2 separate regions of the Astyanax mexicanus genome follow, and region 1 is linked to region 2. Evidence: chromatin contacts called from public Hi-C data. All regions are on one chromosome and are shown on one strand. The core of a region is the stretch at or near the end of the contact, and the rest is flanking DNA. Distances in the headings are between cores, read along the strand shown.

Region 1 (5,031 bases), core at 813-3,312, 60 kb before region 2:
GCTCTTCAAAGAGCACTTACTCTCCTAACACCTCTAACACACTAACTACTTCTAACCTCATTTCCTTCTTCCCCTCTTTCACTCCTCTATCCTATTATTCCCCTTTGACCTCCTTTTATCCCTATCCAAAGATGTTTTACCTTTAAACTTATTTTACATTGTACTTGACTATTGTAAGTCGCTTTGGACAAAAGCGTCTGCCAAATGTAATGTAATGTAATGTAATGTAATGTTTATAACAATGTTTATTACTGGCATAAATATTGATATTAGATACCCTTGCTGAGAAATGCTACTTTAAATAGAATAAATAGGTTTAATACAATATTTTGACAGCAGTTGTGGGCGGAGAATAGGACGTCACTACCTGTCAGTCTGTTTAAGTGTGTGTGTGTGTGTGTGTGTGTGTGTGTTTATTACACATACATTCATCTCCTGGTCGAAGCGTCTCTGCATCTGATCTTTCTGAGTGTCCAGTTTAGTGTTGAGAACAGCCTGAGCGCGGTGTTCCTCCTTCTGCAGCAAACGCAGCTCCCTCAGCTCCTGACGCCTGCACACACACACACACACACACACACACACACACACAGTTATATATACACAAATATGTACACGCATTAAATCTGATTGTTTTTTCTGAAGTGAGAGAAGTGCTGGAGGGTAATGGGCAACTCCAATGGACAAGTACAAAATCAGATGAGCATTAATTATTTTTAATTATTATTATTTTATTTGTTAATTTGTTAATGTATTTATTTTTTATCCACCAGCTGAGAATCACTGATGTAAAATAATTTGTAGTTACACACTGTAATTATACACTGTAGTCCTGTATCTGTTTCTTTACATACTTTATTATTATTATCCTATTTTCACCCTGCTTTAATATTTTTGTAATACTACACTCAGGTCAGCGGGGCTGAATCACCACTAGATGGCAGTAATGGATTAGATACAGACTCTGATTAATATGTTTACTGTTAAAACACTCGCTCTGTTTATGAATAAATATGGATGTATCTGTTTTGGTTAATTATGATATAATGTTTAATCATGTGATACTGTACTTCTTGGAGCATATTGTTGCCATCACATAAAATTGACAGTGTAAAAAGTAAAAAAAAAAAACTAAAAAAAAAAAAAAAAAATTAAAAATTAAATGTAACTTTTAAAGTAAAAAAAAAAAAAATGTAAGTACAATTTATATTACATTTTATAGAATAAAACTGCATATGTAAATCGCAATACACTCGCCCTGATAACTGATAACTAAGTAAGATAATTAACCCTTTATGTCATGTTGTTGCCTTCAGGCAAAAAAACACTGTTTTGAATAATTACATTGACCTTTCATTATTGTTACATTATTAGAGTACATATATGTGGGTATTTTCTTTTCGCTTACTCACTAATACACTTTTTATAATTGAGAATTTTTTTTAAAGAAAAAAATATATATTTTTTGCCTATTTTTTGTGAGATTGTGGATCCATATTGATTTATGAATAAAAAAAAAATAATAATAATAATAATTTCAGCATAATTGCTTCGTTATGTAGGTTATCTGAGGTTAAATAAATATGTAAATCGATATATATATATTTAAATAATATAACTATTTTGCTTAAATACTGTATACAACATTTTAAAACTTTTTTTAGGATATGTTTCGTAATGCAACAGGGTTATTTATCCTTTAAAATAGACAAAATGGAGAAAAAAAAATAAAAGAATAGAAGCTTTAAAGAAGGTCAGTGTAGGTTATGTATGAGTTTGTGTAGGCGTCATATAGCCTCCTGACTGCTGCCCTTCTGTAAAGTGTTCTCTAAAGAGTCAAACTGACATTTTAAACTGATCAATAATTTGAGGGAAAGTTTATATCAAAGGTGATACGAGGATTTTTGGGGGCGGGGGGTTGGTTGAATTGTGTCAGGTGTGATAGAGCTGGAAATCACCTCAGCGTGTAGGTGTTAGTGTGTGTGTGTGTGTGTGTGTGTGTGTTGCAGGTCTGAGGTGGAAACACTGATCTAAGTGATTAATATAAGCAGATGGAAAGTCAGCCTCAGCCCCTCAGTTCTTTCTGCCTGCGAACACAAAGAGTCCCCTGTGTATCAGAGCGCCGCTCTCACCCGCCTAAAATAGGCTGTTTACTCAGCGCACATCCCAACATTAACCAGAGCATCATCAACCGCCCAGCAGAACCACAGAAACAAACCCTGAGCACAGAGACACTTCACATTCAGCCTATAAATTTAACCTCTTAATGTGTTTAGTGCCCAATGTTAGCATATGCTAACTTAAGGTTAGTATAGCTAATTTAAGGTTAATATAGGTTAAAAAGTAAACAGTATCAGCAGGGCCAATCAAAATGGAAATCTTCATTTCACTTCTTCTTTTCTCTTCTAGCTTCCCGATGGATAACTTTATGCTTCATGATTAAACTTTATGGTTACTGAAGGTTCATGTTCAGTAAAAAAAAGTAAAAAATAAATAAATAAATAAATAAATAAAATAATAAAAAATTACAAGTATCCAAGTATGTCCTGAAAATAAAATCCAGCCTGTGTGAATGTTTCCTATAATATACTATAATTAAATGCTATATTATATCCTATAAATAAACTAAAAATTATATATTATATATATCCTCCTGAGACCCAGACTTTTTTTTTTTTGTGTTTTTTTTTATTTTATTTCTCCCAGCTGTTTCAGCTTATTAGGACCTAACAAGTATTAAAAAACAATGCAAAAACAAATGTCCTCATATGTGGATTGTAGTTTATTTAACATTTAACTAATTAATTTTAGCTTTCTATACTAAGTAATCAAACTACCGTATTTTTCGGACTATAAGGCGCACCATATTATAAGGCGCACGATGAGTGAACGGTCTATTTTTAGTGTTAGTCCATACACAAGGCGCACTGGATTATAAGGCGCACTAAATGAAACTTTATTTATATCAGTAACAATAACTCTGAGCAATAAATCCTTCACAATATCTGTGAAAAATAACAACATCTCTGAGCAATAAATCAACAAGCACAGCAAGTACGTATTACTCCGCGACGCTCCTGACAACGGTAGCCGCAACGCTCCGACAGACCATAATATTATGTTGAAGCACAGCAAGTACGTATTACTCCGCGACGCTCCTGACAACGGTAGCCGCAACGCTCCGACAGACCATAATATTATGTTGAAGCACAGCAAGTACGTATTACTCCGTGAGGCTCCTGACAACGGTAGCCGCAACGCTCCGACAGACCATAATATTATGTTGAAGCACAGCAAGTACGTATTACTCCGCGAGGCTTCTGACTATAATAGCGTGTTGTGCCGAATTCGGTGAATAAAACGGTTTTAAAACAGAGATAAAGATTGGATAAGTTTCATTTCTGGATGAAGTGATTTCCAGCGCTGTTTGGATATAACTGTGGATTACAGGAGACTGGATTGATGGATTCTCTTTAGTCTGGACGCGTTTTGAAGGTAGGACCTGTGGCTGAGCGCGGGTGTGTGTTCGGGGGGTGGCGGCAGTGACCGGAGGTTACCCCAGGACAAAAGGAGAGCCTTTTATTACTGGAAACATGCGCTCTGACGCAGCTCTAATTCATGAAACATACATCCTACAGTAAAAGCACAGTTCTGGAATCCGGAGAGCCAGACGGTTCGAATGGTGTATGACATGACCGCATTCGATGAAATATGGACGAACGATAAACGCAAATATGAGAGTTATGAATTATTAAAATCATAACCAAGGCATATTTCGCCCTAAATGTTTATTTTCTGAAAGGATATTCCGCTAAATAGGCTAAATAGCTCAAAAGCAGAGATTCTAAGCTTTAAAATGGTATATTGGATGTCTATATTGAACCTGTAACTGTTCATAACTATTCAGAAACACAGCCAGTTATGAAATATTAAATATTTCTGGCCCGCCGGTGGGCCAGCGCGTGTTAAGAGGTTAACTTTACTTAGAAGTGGGCGCTAAAAAGAAACAGTTTGTGCTATTACCCCAGAACGGGTGGAAAGGAAAGTTTACCGGCACCTTGTTCTGGCCACGGAGCTACAGTGGAAACTAGCTACCCTGAACCACAGCCGAGAGGCAGTACGGCAGTCAAAGGTAACCGCGCGCTAGCCCAAGAGGGGGATCTTTTTCTGGCGTGGGTGAGGAATTCTGCACAACAGAGCGCTGTGTACCACATAAAAATCGAGGTCAGTAAACACAAGCAAAATCCATACACAAGGCGCACTGCATTATAAGGCGCAATGACGATTTTTGGGAAAAAATAAGTATTTTAAGTGCGCCTTATAGCCCGAAAAATACGGTAGTTTCAAACATAAAAGCCGATGAGAATTGTTACCTGGCCCATATTTCTGTCTCAACTGGCTGTAGAAACTTTTGTCTGGGATTCCCGCCATCTTGTTTTCAATCAACTAAGTGTAATGTTGTCTTGTGAACACTAGATGGTATGGGCAGTGTCTCCATATCAGACAAAGGGTCAGCGTTTAACAAAAAGAAGTATCATGGTGCAGAGAAGCAGAAATGTAATGTCCACATAAGAGGACGCGGGGTCTCAAGAGGATATACATATTATATATTATATGTATCTTATATAAGTATATTATAAGATCTATATTATATATAATATATAATTTATTTTTTGTTTAATGTCAAATTGGTATGTCACATTATGGTCTTGGGGCCTAAATGTTTAACTGTTCTCACCAGCAGGAATAATATAAATGGAGGGTATAACAAAAAATAATCTCGACTAATCGAATAAATAATTATTAAGCAGATTAGTCGACTACTAAAATAGTCCTTAATTGCAACCCTTGAGAGTGTGTGTGTGTGTGTGTGTGTGTGTTTTCCAGAAACTTGCCTGAGGAATCTCATCTCTTCATCTTTCTTGTCGTCGTCGCTGATGATCTTGGCGGTGGTGACGCTGACCTCCACCCCGTCCACCAAGAACTTACGGGTGCGCTTCAGCGTCCTGCGGGATAAACGCGGGTCCTGCAGAA
Region 2 (5,318 bases), core at 1,050-3,549:
GTTTCAGGTTGTCTATGTTACCTTCTGGCTTTTCCTTTTAATTTTAGTTAGGATGTTACAGTAAATTCGACCCTCTGTTAAAGGTTTACATTTTCTGTACTTAATAAATCCAATCATTACAAATTCTATCTATTTACCTCTTTCAAATGAACACCTGTTTTCAACCTGTTCAGTCTGACACTAACAGACGTTTAGCTGTCAGGGTCTTCTGTTATCCTCTTCAGATCAGCTGCCACCATCCAGCTACTGCTCTACAGTGTAAAGAGCTTTTGTTATAGACTTCCTAAAAACCTCCATCTTGGTGAGGTCCTATTATATCTTACCCAACTCAACTCAATGGAGACAACCACCCAGGTTCAGACAGCCTCAACAGTAAACCAATGAGCTAATGCAGAAAGACTGGTTCTGCTGTCAATGGTGTGGAATCTAGCTGAGGGTAAACTGGTTTATAAACTGTAAACTTTACAAAAAACAAAACAAAAAAAAAAACAACATTCATGAATCTGAAATATGCAACACATTCCAAGCAGCTCAACATTGAATACCAGCCAATGTCAAACTGTGGAGCACCAAGAAAACAAAAAAGTAGTAGGGCTGGTTCTGGCCTTACTCTCATTCACTAAGAATGAACAAGTTTTATAAATTACAAATGTATTATTAGTCGCTGCACCTAAACTGGTTTAATAAACTGTAAATTTTACAAAAAGCTTAACTTACTCCATTTAATTAAGTAACTTCTGAATTCTTTCTATGAAATACTACAGCTTCTGACTGTCAGCACCTGAAACAACAATAAGCAAAGGTGGATATACTGTATATAAAGTTTACAAAAGCTTCAATTTGTACAATTTAGTTAATAGAGTCTTGAGATATATAAATTATTCAACAAACTTCCAGCAGCCCAATGGTAAGAACCACCCAGTTTCAATGAATCAAGTGTAGACGAGCTGATTATAGTGTTAAAATTGTAAAGTTATAACTGTAAACTCTACAGAATGCCCAATCAAGGCTGGGTCATAGGTGTATCTTGTGTCAAACCAACCCAATGGTAAAAAACATCCAGTTTCAGACAGACACTGCTATACAGTACTGCCAATAAAACTGTTAATAGTATAAAAGGTTTAAAGCTCACGGTCCCTGAGATTAAACTGGATTTACAATCTGTAAAGTTTACAAAAACTTCAATTTGTCCAATTTAGTTAATAGAGTCTTGATATATGTAAAATACTCAACAAACTTCAAGCAGCCCAATAGAGAAAAAACACCCAATTTCAGTCAGTGCCTCACTGTAGAGTCTGAAAAACCAACAAGCAAATGTAGATGAGCATATAAATGTAAAGTCTACAGAATGAGTAAAGTCTGCAATATATCCCCTGTCAAATCAACCCAATGGTGAAAAACACCCAACACTGTACTGCCAAACCAACTGGTCAAAATATAAAAAGGTGTGAAGCTCACAGTCAATGAGATTAAACTGGATTTCTAAACTGTAAAGTTTACAAAAAGCTCCTTTTAGTCCATTTCATTAAGCAACTTTACAAACACCCTATTTCCCAGTTTCTGAAAGTCAATACACTTTTATAGTGCCTTAAAAACAACAAGCAAATGTGTATAAATTGTTTATAGTGTTAACGATGTGAAACTCTTAGTAACTGATATTTACAAACTGTAAAGTTTAAATAAACCTGTAAATAAAGCTTCTTTCCACTCCAAAAAGTCCAATAGTGGGAAGCACCCAGTTTCAAACAGTCAGCTCTTCAGAGCAGAGCCTGAAAAACCAACCAGTAAAAGTAGCTGGACTGGTTCTGCTGTTAAACACAGGAATCAGTGATTTAAATACAGGAAACTGAGAGAAACTCACCTTATAAACTTTCCCAAAAGCTCCATCCCCCAGCTCTCCTACTATCTCCCACTGATCACCGGGGTTCACATCCCTGTGAACGTGTTCATACTGCTTCACTCTCTTCTTATCCAGAGTGGGGAGACGAAAAATCCGGCCGAATATTGAAGCCATGGTGAATAAAGCAGAATTAACCTGAATAAAACTCAATAAAACTCTGTATAACTCTGTTAAACTGAGTCTCAGAGTTCTCCGGCGGAGTTTACTGGGGTATAAGTGAACTCCAAAAGCTCAAACTCTCCCAAAACTCCCTCCTACTCCATCCTCACAGCTCAAAAACCACAAAAACTAAAACATTAAAACTCCTAAATCTGTAGAAACTAAAGAACAGGATCTGAACGCGAACATCTCGCCGCTCGCGCGCACCGAGTGGCGCCCACCTGCAGCTCTCACACACTCAAACCGCAGCGGCTCCGATCCGCAGAGAATCGGTTCTCTTGATCCGGTTCTTTTCTACGATTCAGACGAACCGATTCATAGGTTCAAAAGAATCGAATATTACTGAACTGAGTCAGCTGAGAAGAAATATTTATACTTACGTCATTTTAAGAACGAACGTCATATTGTACCTTTTTCTTGGCGCAAGATGGTTCAGTTTCTAAAGCAACGCTATAATATAAATATAAGTTAAATATATTAAAATAGTATATTAAAAAATATCAAATATGCCTTTAAAAATTAAGTGTTTTTGTGTATGTTTTATGTTTGTGTTCTTTGTTTATCGTGTTTCCTCCTTTTTGTATTTTTGAGGTAGAGTTACAGATATACAGTGAATAGTGAATATTTGAGTAATGTTCTAATCCAGGTTATGAGAAACAAGAACTACTCAACTAAACACAGAAAAAAAGTCAGTAAATCCAAAACGTTTAAAGAACTTTGGTATAATGTTGAATAAAGGTTGTAATGCAACCAAAACTTTACTCAATGATATTTAATATTTCCTGATAGCAGGAGATATTTTTAATCTATTTAATTAATTCACTGAGAAGAACTGTGACTTCATAAAACTCTGTGATCAGATCCACCCAGAAACAGAACGATTCAAAAGAATCAGTTCACTAAACTGAACTGAACTCCTGTGCGAGCTAGAACGCACGCCTGTCACCTAGGCCACGCCCCCAACACGGCGAGGCATCATGGGATTTGTAGTTTGTTTATTTTTTCAAACAGTTTAACCTTCTTTACCAGCTTTTAGGCACATAAAGCCTTTTGTGATGCTTTAATACTCTTTACAGTTTAACACTTTTAATATGATTTGAACTCCTTAATGTCCTTATTGCAAGAATATGAAATATAACTAAACACAACCGAAATTTATTTTAAAATACAAAAAAAGAGGAGAGAAAAGCTCAAAAACAACAATTACATATTGTAACTCATTGTGACTCAAAACTAAATAAAACAATAAATAAATAAAAATAAAAAAAGATTAATAAAGCAAGTTAGAGCACTATATCTGCACAATGCCTCCATCTAGTGTTTATATAGGGTAAAGACATAAACTGAGAAGCAGTGAAAGAAGAAAAGAGAGACTGAAATAGATACAGAAAATATTAATAAATAAATAAATAAATAAATAAACAAATAAATGCTAAGGAGTCGTTGTGATGCAATCAAAATTTATTTGCTGTAATATTTGATAAATGAGATTATGAAAACACTGAACAACAAAGGTTTAAAAATATATAATATAATATAATATTATATAATATTTTTATATATTTGTTTATAAGATTGAAGCTCAGAAACAAGTTTACGTGAAAGAACGTATACATAGAACATACTCACATAAAAGAACAAAAACATTAGTATTTAGAATAAAGACATACAGCAAAAGTTTAGAACTATAATAAAACTTCATATATAGTCATAAAGTGATGTACTGAATGAGCTGGGTATAAACTCCTTAATTTTGCTTCTTCTTAGTATCTTCTGCCTCGCAGTACAGCACAGTCATCATAGGTGAAGGCCAGTTCCTAAAACACACACACACACACACACACACACACAAGTTAACACAGAATGCAATGAAACTCCAACTCTGTCATCTTCTAAGTTCAAAGAAAATCCTGCACAACAAAAACAGAGCTGGAAAACAGGCCAGTTTCAAAGTCCCAAAACTGTTACATCACAGTCTTCACTGGATTTAGGTGATTCATTCTGCCCCATTGCTACAGATGTATAAAATTAACCCCTTATCAAGTCACTTTATAGAGCTGCAGAGAGGGACCGACTCCACACTGATGACTACAGGTTTAGAATAAGATGTCATAACAACTCATATAGGTGTAATATGTAGGTGTGCCAATACTTGTGTCCATATAGTGTAGCTACAAAGGGGGACTGACTCCACACTAATGTCTATGGGTTTATAATGGGCTTTTTTTAATGGGTTTTATTAAAGCTTCTGTAGACATGATGTGTAAGTGTCCCAATACTTTTGTCCATATAGTGTAGATATAAAGGAGAACCAGATGCACATTAATGTCTGGATTTATGGATTTAGAATCTGAAGTCATAAAACTCCTGTAAAATTAACGTGTAGAAGTCCCAATACGTGTAATATCTTCATATTAATGTTTATGGGTTTAGAATAGGATGTAATTAAAAGGGGGACTGACTAGAATAAAAGCACAGACACTAAGTGTGTCTTTGCTGATTTGCAGAAAAGCAGAAAAACTGTAAAACTGTCTCTTTTTTTTGGCCAAACTATTACTGTAAGTGCAGAATTAGAGCTAATCTGAGCCAAACCAGAACAATCTGGATATTTGAGGCTTGGAATTTAGCCTTTAGGTCTAATGAGGCCAAACCATTTATGTGTTTCTCGCTGTCCACTGTGGAGAAGGCCAGGCTTTACTGATAATAAGAGATGTAATTTTTTGTAACTGTATTCTGCATTTACTGTGTTCCACATTTAAACACTTGCTTACGCAACAAACACGTACTACAGAACATTATAATTGGAATAAATCTACATTTGTCCGGAATGTCATGAAAAAACAGCACTGTAGGATTTGCACAGTCACTGTAAATTAGTTAGAGACATCCTGATGACCTTTGAGTTGTATTTAAAACAAAAAAAACGTGTCTGGTGCTCCACTGGGTAAAATAGAGCATTTGAGTTATGATTTTATCCACTTTATTTACAGATATACGTATTTTGTTAGCTACAAAGAGGGATCGACTGCACACTAATGACTGTGTATGGCCTTAGAATGGGACTATTACAGCTCCTGTAGGTGTAATATGTAGGTGTTCTAATACTTTTAAAACATATAGTGTACCTGCAAAGAGGGTGTGTGGTGCTCCCATGGGTCAAACAGAGCTTGGGCTATAGTTTTATACATTTATAAACATTATACATTTTATTTTGTTAAATTTGTCGCCCTGCTGAAGAGTCTACTGAGAACCTCCTCAG

What was found. Hi-C and Micro-C count contacts between places; a contact is called where the count stands out from the background.
Region 1: a contact with region 2 is called in a Hi-C map of muscle, with 20 times the contacts expected there. The contact joins the enhancer-like site here to the promoter of stk10 in region 2. A contact is called at or near these places in 3 of 3 Hi-C or Micro-C datasets (blood and muscle).

What each region holds. Positions count from the first base shown.
Region 1 is chr17:45,722,797-45,727,827 of AstMex3_surface, reverse strand. stk10 (serine/threonine kinase 10) reads right to left here. Exons shown (of 19, transcript XM_022676618.2): 10 at 4,893-5,023; 11 at 427-550. Among protein-coding and RNA genes, the nearest start is that of stk10, 60 kb to the right of the region's middle. Within about 2 kb of position 2,062, the one cell type or tissue checked has an H3K27ac peak away from gene starts, as active enhancers do.
Region 2 is chr17:45,662,709-45,668,026 of AstMex3_surface, reverse strand. It overlaps stk10 (serine/threonine kinase 10), which reads right to left and starts at 2,299. Exons shown (of 19, transcript XM_022676618.2): 1 at 1,862-2,299. The coding sequence starts at 2,014. It overlaps zmp:0000001268 (CYTL1 domain-containing protein), which reads right to left. Exons shown (of 4, transcript XM_007252796.4): 4 at 3,552-3,876. The coding sequence ends at 3,823.